2 separate regions of the Oryctolagus cuniculus genome follow, and region 2 is linked to region 1. A link is a contact called in public Micro-C data. All regions are on one chromosome and are shown on one strand. The core of a region is the stretch at or near the end of the contact, and the rest is flanking DNA. Distances in the headings are between cores, read along the strand shown.

The links. A called contact is a pair of places that touch in the nucleus more often than the background predicts.
Region 2: a Micro-C map of ear pinna shows a contact between it and region 1, with 4 times the contacts expected there. The contact joins the promoter of MRTFA here to the enhancer-like site in region 1. A contact is called at or near these places in 3 of 6 Hi-C or Micro-C datasets (ear pinna, psoas muscle and an unstated tissue).

Annotation. Positions count from the first base shown.
Region 1 is chr11:116,558,639-116,563,381 of mOryCun1.1, reverse strand. MRTFA (myocardin related transcription factor A) reads left to right here. Exons shown (of 14, transcript XM_051834083.2): 4 at 4,296-4,351. Among named protein-coding and RNA genes, the nearest start is that of SGSM3, 52 kb to the right of the region's middle. Within about 2 kb of position 2,796, at least 4 of the 8 cell types and tissues checked have an H3K27ac peak or open chromatin away from gene starts, as enhancers often do. A contact at or near this core is called in ear pinna, where this site is marked.
Region 2 is chr11:116,748,365-116,753,107 of mOryCun1.1, reverse strand. MRTFA (myocardin related transcription factor A) reads left to right here and starts at 2,215. Exons shown (of 14, transcript XM_051834083.2): 1 at 2,215-2,688. The coding sequence starts at 2,230.

The DNA.
Region 1 (4,743 bases), core at 1,547-4,046:
GGCATTGCAAGCAGTGTCTCAGCCACTGTGCCGTGCACCTGTCCAAGAGGGCTGAACTTTAAAACCTGTTTCCTGGGGCAGGTGCTGTGGTGCGGTGCGTTAAGACACCCACAGCCCACAGCACAGTGTTTGTTCAAATCTCAGCTCTTCTGCTTCAGATCCAGCTTCCTGCTAATGGACCTGGGAGGCAGAAGATGATGGGCCAAGCACTGGGTCCCTGTCGCCTGTGCTGGAGACCCTGGCACAGCCCTGGCACAGCCCTGGCTGCTGTGGGCATTTGCGCTAGTCAACCTGGGAATGGAAGGTCTCCCTCCCTCCCTCCCTCCCTCCTTCCGTGTGTGTGTGTGTGTGTGTGTGTGTGTGTGTGTGTGACTCTGCCTTTCAAATACAAGTAAGTAGAAGTTTTCAAGCTATTTTCTGGTTTGAAACTTGAGGTGACTTTGCCTCTCCACATTAGGGAAGCCTGGGCCTACCTGGCTCTCTCACATCCTCACTGGGCCACCCTGCACCGGGTGACACCTGTCAAAGCTGGCTGGGCGCTCACGGAGCGGCCCTCCCGGCGTCTGACCCTGGTGGACCAAGCTCACTCCAGCTCCAGCTTCTCCCTAGAGGAGCGCTGGGCGTTCCGTCACTTCCCCTCCTGCTCGCAGAAGTGGCTCCTGAAACTGTGAACCCGTCAGAGAGCAGGTTGGAAATGGGGAAAGAGGGCCGGCACCGCGGCTCAATAGGCTAATCCTCCGCCTAGCGGCGCTGGCACACCAGGTTCTAGTCCCGGTTGGAGTGCCAGATTCTGTCCCGGTTGCTCCTCTTCCAGTCCAGCTCTCTGCTGTGGCCAGGGAGTGCAGTGGAGGATCACCCAAGTGCTTGGGCCCTGCACCCCATGGGAGACCAGGAGAAGCACCTGGCTCCTGCCATCGGATCAGCACGGTGCGCCGGCCGCAGCGGCCATTGGAGGGTGAACCAACGGCAAAGGAAGACCTTTCTCTCTGTCTCTCTCTCTATCACTGTCCACTCTGCCTATAAAAAAAGAAAGAAAGAAAGAAAGAGAGAGAGAGAGGGAATGAGGGAGGGAGGGAGGGAGAGAGAGAGAGAGAGAGAGAGAGAGAGAGAGAGAGAGAGAGAAAGAAAGAAAGAAAGAAAGAAAGAAAGAAAGAAAGAAAGAAAGAAAGAAAGAAAGAAAGAAATGGGGAAAGAGAAGCAGACGGAGCGGGGTTACTTGGGAACCGAGGGGCCCCCAGTGCTAGGCCTGGGCTGGGGCCTCCTCGCAGCAGGTGACCTGCCGGCTGCCTGCATCTCCCCACTGTCAGACTCAGCACGTGTCACTCCCTGGGCCGAGAAGGTGATTCAGTGAGGTGATGGCGTTGTTATCAGTGAGCGAGACCCAGGAACTGGTCATTGCTGCACTGAATTTTTCTCTGGGTCTTCCTTCTGGTTCTCTTGAGCAGGCCCTGAGCTGCCGGCACATTCCTCCGGCCTTCTCACCATCCCAGCCTGCCTCCTGGGACGGGGTCAGCACCAAAGGCAGCTGCTGCCTGCATGGGGAGCTCCCAGCTGTGGCTCTTGATGCCTGAAGCCCTAGGGTCCCTCTGACGGGTCCCTGGACCCTCCTATGAGCCTTCCTCACGCCTCTGTGCGCTCAGTCCCGCAGCCAAGCCGACCAGCCTCCACAGTGCCGGGACGCCTCCTACCTCTGGCCTGTGCGTGTGGTTGAAGCCCCTCGCACCCCCTCCTCCCATTGTCTGCTCTATTTCTTGAAGGAGAAGCCACCCAGAGGAGTGGACCGCACTCTGAACTGAGGGCGACCTGCAGCCTGCTGTTCACCGCACGTCGTAGCCGCCCCAGGCCAGCGAGGAGGCACTGGGGGTGCGGTAGCAGCCGGCATGTTGAGTGTGCCTGGGACAGTGCCTGTCACCTCTTGCTGCCACAGGAACATTTTCTTAGCTCAGTGGGGTCAAGTGGGTTCCTGTATACAGCAGCTGTTGGACTGTCACTCACTGCGATAATGGGGTACACCAGGCCGGGAACACGAGGACGGTGCACTGCGCTCCCACCAAGGTCTGGGCTTACGTGTTCCCCTCCAGTCGAGGGATTTGTACCTTAGCGCTTGTGATCACGCTTGGGATGGCCGGAGTAGGCTGCTAGAGCAGCAGTCGGGGTTTCAGACGGTGCGGGACTGGGGCAGGAGGTGGCTGGCCTGCGGGGGCAGCGCAGCAGTGAGTCAGCCCAGCTATGGGCTCTGACTGTAGCACCTCCTCCATGCGGTGAGTGCCCTGGCTTCAGCACACTGCCTCCTGTTTGGGTCTCGCGAGATTCTGAGGTGCAGGGGAAGATGACACCCAGGAAGTGGTCACACCCCGTGCCGGGCCAGCGGTAACTGGGGGAGCCCAGTGCTGGAATGCCAGCCCCTGGCCGTCCACTCAGGACTTGATGAAGGCTGAACCCAGACGAGAGCCAGATTCCTGGCTGGAGTCAAGTGTGGAGTTGGGAATCCTCTCGTTTGTCGCTTCGTGTCACTTCTTACAGAGTAGTCATTATTCACTGAGAGTCCTTGTGGGGGCGTGCTGTGTGTCAGGCCCTGTGAGGAGCAAGACAGACAGGACCCTGCCAGGCTCTGCGGGTTGTGTAGTGTGGCAGGGACCCAGGCCATGCAGGAACAATAGCCTGTGAGACCAACCCGGGCAGGCCAGGAGGGTGGGGCGGGGCCCGCGCGGGGCGCTTTCTCCAGGCCTCCGTCACTGTGGCCACCCTGTCACGCCCACTGCAGCAGGCCTGGGCGGACAGCGTTTGGAGCTGAGCCAGCTTTACGCAGTAGGAGCAGGCCCGGGATGGCTGCGGACCCTTCCAGAATGTCCAGGACCTCCCTGTGGCCTGGAATGAGTGCTGCAGGGGCAGGGGAGGGGCCCGGTGCTGGGGTCTCTCCGAGTTTATTTGTTAAATCTAGAGCTCCCCCTGCTGTTGAAAGATGAGAAGGATCTAAGCAGCACTTTATTTTAATTTTTTAAAAGGTTTATTTATTTAGTTGAAAGAGTTACAAAGAGAGAGAAGTCTTCCAACCGCTGGTTCACTCCCCACTTGGCCACGATGGCCAGAGCTGTGCCGATCTGAAGCCAAAAGTCAGGAGCTTCCTCTGGGTCTCCCATGTGGGTGCAGGGGCCCACGGACTGCTTTCTCAGGCCACAGCAGAGAGCTGGATCGGAAGTGGAGCAGCCGGGACTCGAACCGGCACCCACATGGGATGCCGGCACTACAGGAGGTGGCTTTACCCGCTACGCCACAGCGCCGGCCCCGTGCAGCCATTACTTTGTTTTATATCCTGAGATTTTGGTCTTAAAGAAGTGCTGCTGTGATGTGCGAAGCCTGCTCCTGGGAGCGCGGATGCTGAAGTCAGGCAGGATGGGCTCCTATCTATGTTCCTGCTACTTTTAGCGACGCCTCAGCCTGCTCTCCCACCACAGCCGCCGCCTAGCACTTATCTCCCCAAGCAGGGGCAGTTTCACAGCTGCTCCGAAACTGGAGGGGACAGAAGTGAAACTGACCGCAGTCCTGTAAACTGCTCCCTACTGCCACCGCCCTGTGAAGTGAGTCCGGCCTTTCCCCGTCTTCCCGGCGTCTGAGCTGTCATTTGTCCCGAGAGCCCAGCGCCCCAGGGCTGGATTGAGAGCTGTGCCGTGTGTGCCAGTGGCCCCAGGACAGCGCCGAGCCCACGTCCGCTGCTGGTTGCCAGTGGCCCTCCTCCGGCTCAGCCACACGATTGCTGCGAAGCTCCTTTTAGACCTCAGAGATGCAATTCAGATTCATTTTAGCAGCACTGCTAGCACTAGCCGAAGTGGAAAAGGAACCAGCACCCGAGGAAACAGCACTCAGCTGTCCCACTGAGCCCTTGCAGCCACTCGAGGGGCCCGCGAGGTTGAAGAAGCAAGGCGGACCCGGCCAGCACGCGGCTCTGCCCCTCCTGTCTCCAGGTCCCCAGACTAACAGGCCCGGCAGGTGTCCTCGGGCCCACGCGGCCAAGTCCAGTATATCTCTCAAAGTGAGCCCATGGGTGCCTTCATAGAGCTGGAGCTGGGACTACCCCTGTGGGCAGCCAGGCATGGCCAGTGCGGCTCGGCTGGTGCAGCGAAGCCCCTAAACACCATGCCCGCCCAGAGGTTCGGGCCGCTCGGCCCCCCGCTGGGGCTGGTCGAGCCACTGTGGAGAACCTGAGCTTACGAAGCCGTCTCCACTGCAGGTTGTGACGCCAGGCTCGCTGCTGCCTGCTGCCCAGTGAGGTGACTTTTCGCTTGTTCTCTCCACAGCCTTGAAAAGCCCAGCTGCGTTTCACGAGCAGAGAAGGAGCTTGGAGCGGGCCCGGGTGAGTCACCTTCTTCCCACGGAGCCCCCGTGCACTCCAGGGTGTGAACAGACGCGTCTGCCTCTCCTGTTCGGCCTCCACCGCCCCCTCCCGTGACCAGAGCGGAGTTTCTGCTTAGAACCTTGGGGAGTCTCCCTGATCTCGCTCTGGGGACCACTGGGGGTTCCCCACCCTTCATTCCAGATAGTCTCTTGTAGATGTCAAGACGTGACCGCCAGCCTTGGAAAAGCTCCCTAGTGCAGGGCCGGCGTGCCCGGGGCTGGGAGCCTCACTGGCCCCCGTCCGCCGCTGGACAGCCAGTGTCCACTTGGAACCTGCAGAAAGCAGAAGCAGGGCCCGGTGCCGAGCCCGGTTCCCTGCTGTAGCACCTCACTTGCACTCCTGTGCCCTCA
Region 2 (4,743 bases), core at 966-3,465, 190 kb before region 1:
AGAGGCCACACCCACGGGACCAGGAAGTTGCCCCACTGGATGGACAGGGACAAAATGCCAGGATGCCAGCTGTATTCCCTGGGTTAGGCTTAACGTTCTCCGTCTGCACTTAGGCATTCCTTACGGCCATACGAGGAGGGCGTTTGGCTTAGGAGCCATCTGTGGTAGAAGGGGGTGGTTGTGAGGTCAGGGCCGGCGCAGTTGCTACGGTTGTCCCTGCAAGGTGTGGCTTGGTAACAGGGCAGGCAGAGCAGAGATGCCCCGGTGTCCCGGTGCCCTGCAGCAGCTGGGTCACCAGGAAGCTCTGGATGTCACTGCACTTTGGGACCGGGCAACATAACTGCCCCAAATTCCGAGTGGAAGGGAGGAGCTTTGGGGATCTTCCCCAAGGCCCACAGGCAGTGACGCACAGCTACTGGGGTTCCAAAGGCTGCCCGTGGCTCAAGCGGGGAGCTCCTGGTACAGTTACAGCTCCGTGCTCCCCTGCGGTGACTGAGCCCAAGGCAAGGTATGGAGTGGGTGAGCCCGTCCATCTGCTGGTTCACTCCCCAGCTGCCTGTAAAGGCCAGGGCTGGACGGAGACGGAAGCTGGCAGCTGGGAATGCCCGCCGTCCAGGTCTCCCTCACGGGTGACAGGAGCCCAGCCGCTAAAGCCCTCTCTGCTGTCTCCCAGGGTCTGCGTAAGCAGCAAGTCGGAGCCAAGAGTGGCACCAGAATTGAGCCCAGGGGCTCCGAGACGGGACGTGGGCATCCAAACCAGCGTCTTAACTGCAAGTCTGAGGAACCCACCCCAGTTTCGATTATTATTATTATTTTTTGCCCCGAAATAATTTCATCTTTTCCAGGAACTTTTTCAAGTTTGTGTCATTTACAAAATAGAAACAATGTAAGTTGTGGCGAAAGAGCCCTGCGGCTGGGAGGTGGGAGGTGAGCGGGCAGTGTCTGCCCTCCTCCGGTGACTAACTCACAACGGTTCTGTGGGGCTGCACGGGATCTGGCCTTGGGGAAAGTGCCCCACCCCAATAGTTCCAGGAGCAGTCCTTTCTCCCAGGTCCACTGTCCTCGGGACACCTGCTGTAGACACTCCTGCCCCGGAGTCACCAGGGCACCGGCTTCCGCCTCCCTGCAGGGAGGTGGGCTCACCCCCAGGGCGGCCACGGCAGCTTATCTCTCTATCACCTGCACCATGACTTACTCAGGGTAAATATTTGTGGAATAACTCATTTTTTTTGGCCAGGGCTTTTGTGGAAGGGTGCTTTTGCCTTGGGGGAAAAGTGTCTGACACGTGGATCCTAACTCCAGCGTGTGGTACTGGCCCCGACGATGACTTACACATGAACAATCCGGAATGTCCCGGCCACCTGGCTGTTGCAGCACTGGCAGACGGCAGCGGCGCCCCCCTGCCCCCCATCTGAGACCCACACCAGCACGCAGGCCCAGGAGCCCGCAGGAGGAGGATGGGGGTCCTCCTAAGAGTTCACTCTCAGCGCCACTTCTCAGCCGCTGGGCCTTGGCACCGGACCTCCAGGAACCTAGAAAACCCTGCTCGCCCCTCCTCCAGCTGCCTGAGGACCCCATCCCAGGAAGCCTCCGGGAAGCGCCCCCTCCCCTTCCTCCCCAGTAGGTCGGAGCTCCGTGCCCTTCTCCGCGGCTGCAGGGTGCGGAGCGAGCGGGGGCCTCGCCCGCCTTGTAGCCCGCGTTCCCGCTCCCTGTGCAAGTCCCGCACCAGGGTCTCGGGCCCCCTCACACCTCCGCCGCACCGGCCTCCCTGGCCCGCTCCTGGGGTCTCCCGATCGACCGCAAGCTCGGGGCTTCACTCCGCGCCGCCCCCTCCCCAAGCCCGGAGCGCTTTCCCCGGGGCGGAGGGGGTCGGCAGGTGTCAGGAGGAGCCCCCCTTCCCACCTGGGGAGACCGACTGCGAGGGCCGGGGCGCCGGGGCCTCGGTGGGGCGGGGGCTGGCCCGGGAATTCAGGGAATCGATCGTCTTCTGGGAAGCGTGACCGTGAAACCCCGACTCGGGAGCCTCAGGCGGGGCGTGAGCCCCTGAGGGGAGGCTCGGGATGGGGTCTGGAGGCTCGCGGCAGGGCATTGACCCCTCGGCAACTCGGCTGTCCGACCCGGCCCGCCGCCCTTCCCCTGACAGGGTGGCCAGGGGCTGCGGCCTCTTTAAGGTCCGACCTCCTCCCACCTCCTCAGAGCCGCTCCGCCAGTTCCAGACTTCCCTCCGCGATGAGGTCATCTCCCCGCCGCCCATTGGCTGCGCCGCGCTGTCAGTCACAGGAAGTCGCGCCGCCGTCCCCTCCTCCCTCGTTCCCCTTCCTTCCCCGAACGCCCCTCTGGGCCGCGGAGCCCTGCCCCGACTGGGCCTCTGATTGGCCAGCTGCGCTGCCACTCCTCCGGCGGGGCGGGGCGGGAGGCGGGAGGCGGCTGTGGTGGGAGGGCCCGCAGCTTCCGTGGCTAAGAGGAGCCGGCGGCGGCTGTGTCTGTGGTGGCCCCGGCGGCGGCGGCGGCGAGCGCGACCGGCCCTGCCTCCCCACCCCCTCGGCTCTGCTCGCCACACGCCCTCGGCGCGCGCCGACCTCTCCCCGGCCCCGCGCGCCCTGCCTGGACGGTGAGCCTCGGGAGGAGCCGCGAGCGGCCGGAGCCGAGCCGGGCGAGCCGCGGAGCCCGGGCCAGGAGAGCGCCGCGGTGAGTGGGAGTCCGGGCCGGGGACCCCTCCCCCACCGCCGCCCCGCCCCGCGCCGCCCCGCGCATCCTTTCTCCTCGCGGCCACGCCGCGCGCGCCCCCGGGGTGCGGGCGTCGCGTCGCCGGTCCTCCCCGCGCTGCCCGCCGCTCCCACTCCTCTCGTCCGTCGGGGCGGGGGTCGCGGGCCGGGGCGCTCGGGCGCAGCCTTGCACCTGTGCACCCGCCGGGCCGGGCCGGGCCTCGCCTCGCCTCGCTGCGCTGGGCGGGGAGGCGCGGGGGTTCCCGCCCAGGCTGCGCCCCGGGTGTGTGCGCGCAGCGGCTGCGGTGGCGGGGTTCCCCGCGCTCTGTGCAACCCTCGGGATCTCCGGGCCAGGAGACGCATCAGGGCTGGATGCCTGAGTGGCAGCCCGAACCCCGCCAGGTGGGCAGGGTCCTGTGCGGGTTTGAAACTTGCAAGCCGAGAACTTCAGCCTCGTAAGAAAGCGTCCGTCAGTGCGCGTTGCTGACAGCCCCTCGCCTGACCCTGCGCCCCTCGGTGGGACCACGAAAAAAAAAAAAAGGGGAGAAGCACTGGTATTGTGCAGCAGCTGGGACTGGACCTTGCGGGGCGACTCCCAGATCTGCCAGTGGCCAGCTTGAGCCTCGGGTTGCTCATCTGGGAAATGGGGGTAGTCGTGTCCATCGGATCTGAGCCTGGCGCGCAGTCAGGGCCCAGGAGCTGTTAGCTGTTGTGAGGTTGAGTTAAGGGCCGGGCTGTGGTGCCTCTGGCTGGATTTCTCTGTTTTCTCCGTGTTATGTAGAGCGGCCTGGTCCCCAGGTAACCGCCTCCCAGGCAGGAGCGGGAGGTGTGTGGCCACCTACGGTGCCACGTTTTCACACAGTTTCAAATTCGGAATGTCCCCAGCTTGCCAGCGTTTGAGATCGCTTCTGCAGGAAGTTGGAGCTTGTAGGACAGCTTGCATGTTCAGTAAGGGGCTTCCCTGCAGGGGAGCCCCAGAACTCCGGGTGGCACTGCGGGAAGCAGTGAGGAGGTGCCCGGCTGGCCCTGGAAGTCGCTGAACGTAAGCTTTGCCCGATGTCCTTTGCGTTTTTCACTGCAAGTCAAAGGGCTTTCTGATGCTTTCTACTGAAATGATAAACACGTGAAGGAGGCGTCTGGGGGTAGCGGCAGCGCTTGCTCCTGGTCCTTGCTGGTAACTGCTAAGGCTAAGAGTCATTCCCACTAGGGTGTGTGCGCCTTTTAAGAGTTAAATCAGGAGAGATGCTGGAATCACACCCCGTCATCCAGAAGTATCAACTGCAGACTTGCCACGTCCTTCGAGTGCTGTCAGATTCTGCGAGGGAGGGACTCGGGGCATAAACCAGGATCTCAGCCTGTGAGGGCAAAGCTGTAAAACCTGGGTCACCCAGGAGTGACGGTGGGTCCTGCTTAGATAACGACGCTGTGCATTCATTTAGCAGACTTTTATTTAAAAATTATTTATTTATTTGAAAAGCAGAGTAAGAGAGAGGGAGAAAGAGAGAGATCTTCCATCTGTTGGTTTAGTCCTGAGCTGGCTGCAACAGCCGAGGCTGGGCTAGACTGAAGCCAGGGTCCTGGAACTCCATCTGGGCGTCCTCTATGGGTGGCAGGGATCCAAGCACTCGGGCCATCTTCCACTGCTTTCCCAGGTGCATTAGCAGGGAGCTGAATTGGAAGTGGAGCAGCCGGGACTCAAACTGGCGCGTGTCTCAGGAGGTGGCTTACCCACTGTACCGCGATGCTGGCCCCTCACCTGTAGACTTTTGTTCCACCCCTCGAATGTGCCAGGTATTTTTCCGAGAGCAGGGGTCATCAGGATAGCGAGATGTCCCTGCTTGTGAGCAGCTCCCAGCAGTGGGAGGGGTAGGAGGGGCGGAGGGTTGTAAACAGGGCGTGCACTGTGGCCGCAAGCCCGGGGTTGTAGGAGAGGCTAGAGGGCCCTTCTCTGGCTGTGTGGGACGATGGTGTTTGAGCTGAGGGGCTCCAAGAGAGCTGCTGAGGTCAGAAGGTTTTCCCAGCCCCAGGGAGAGGCAGG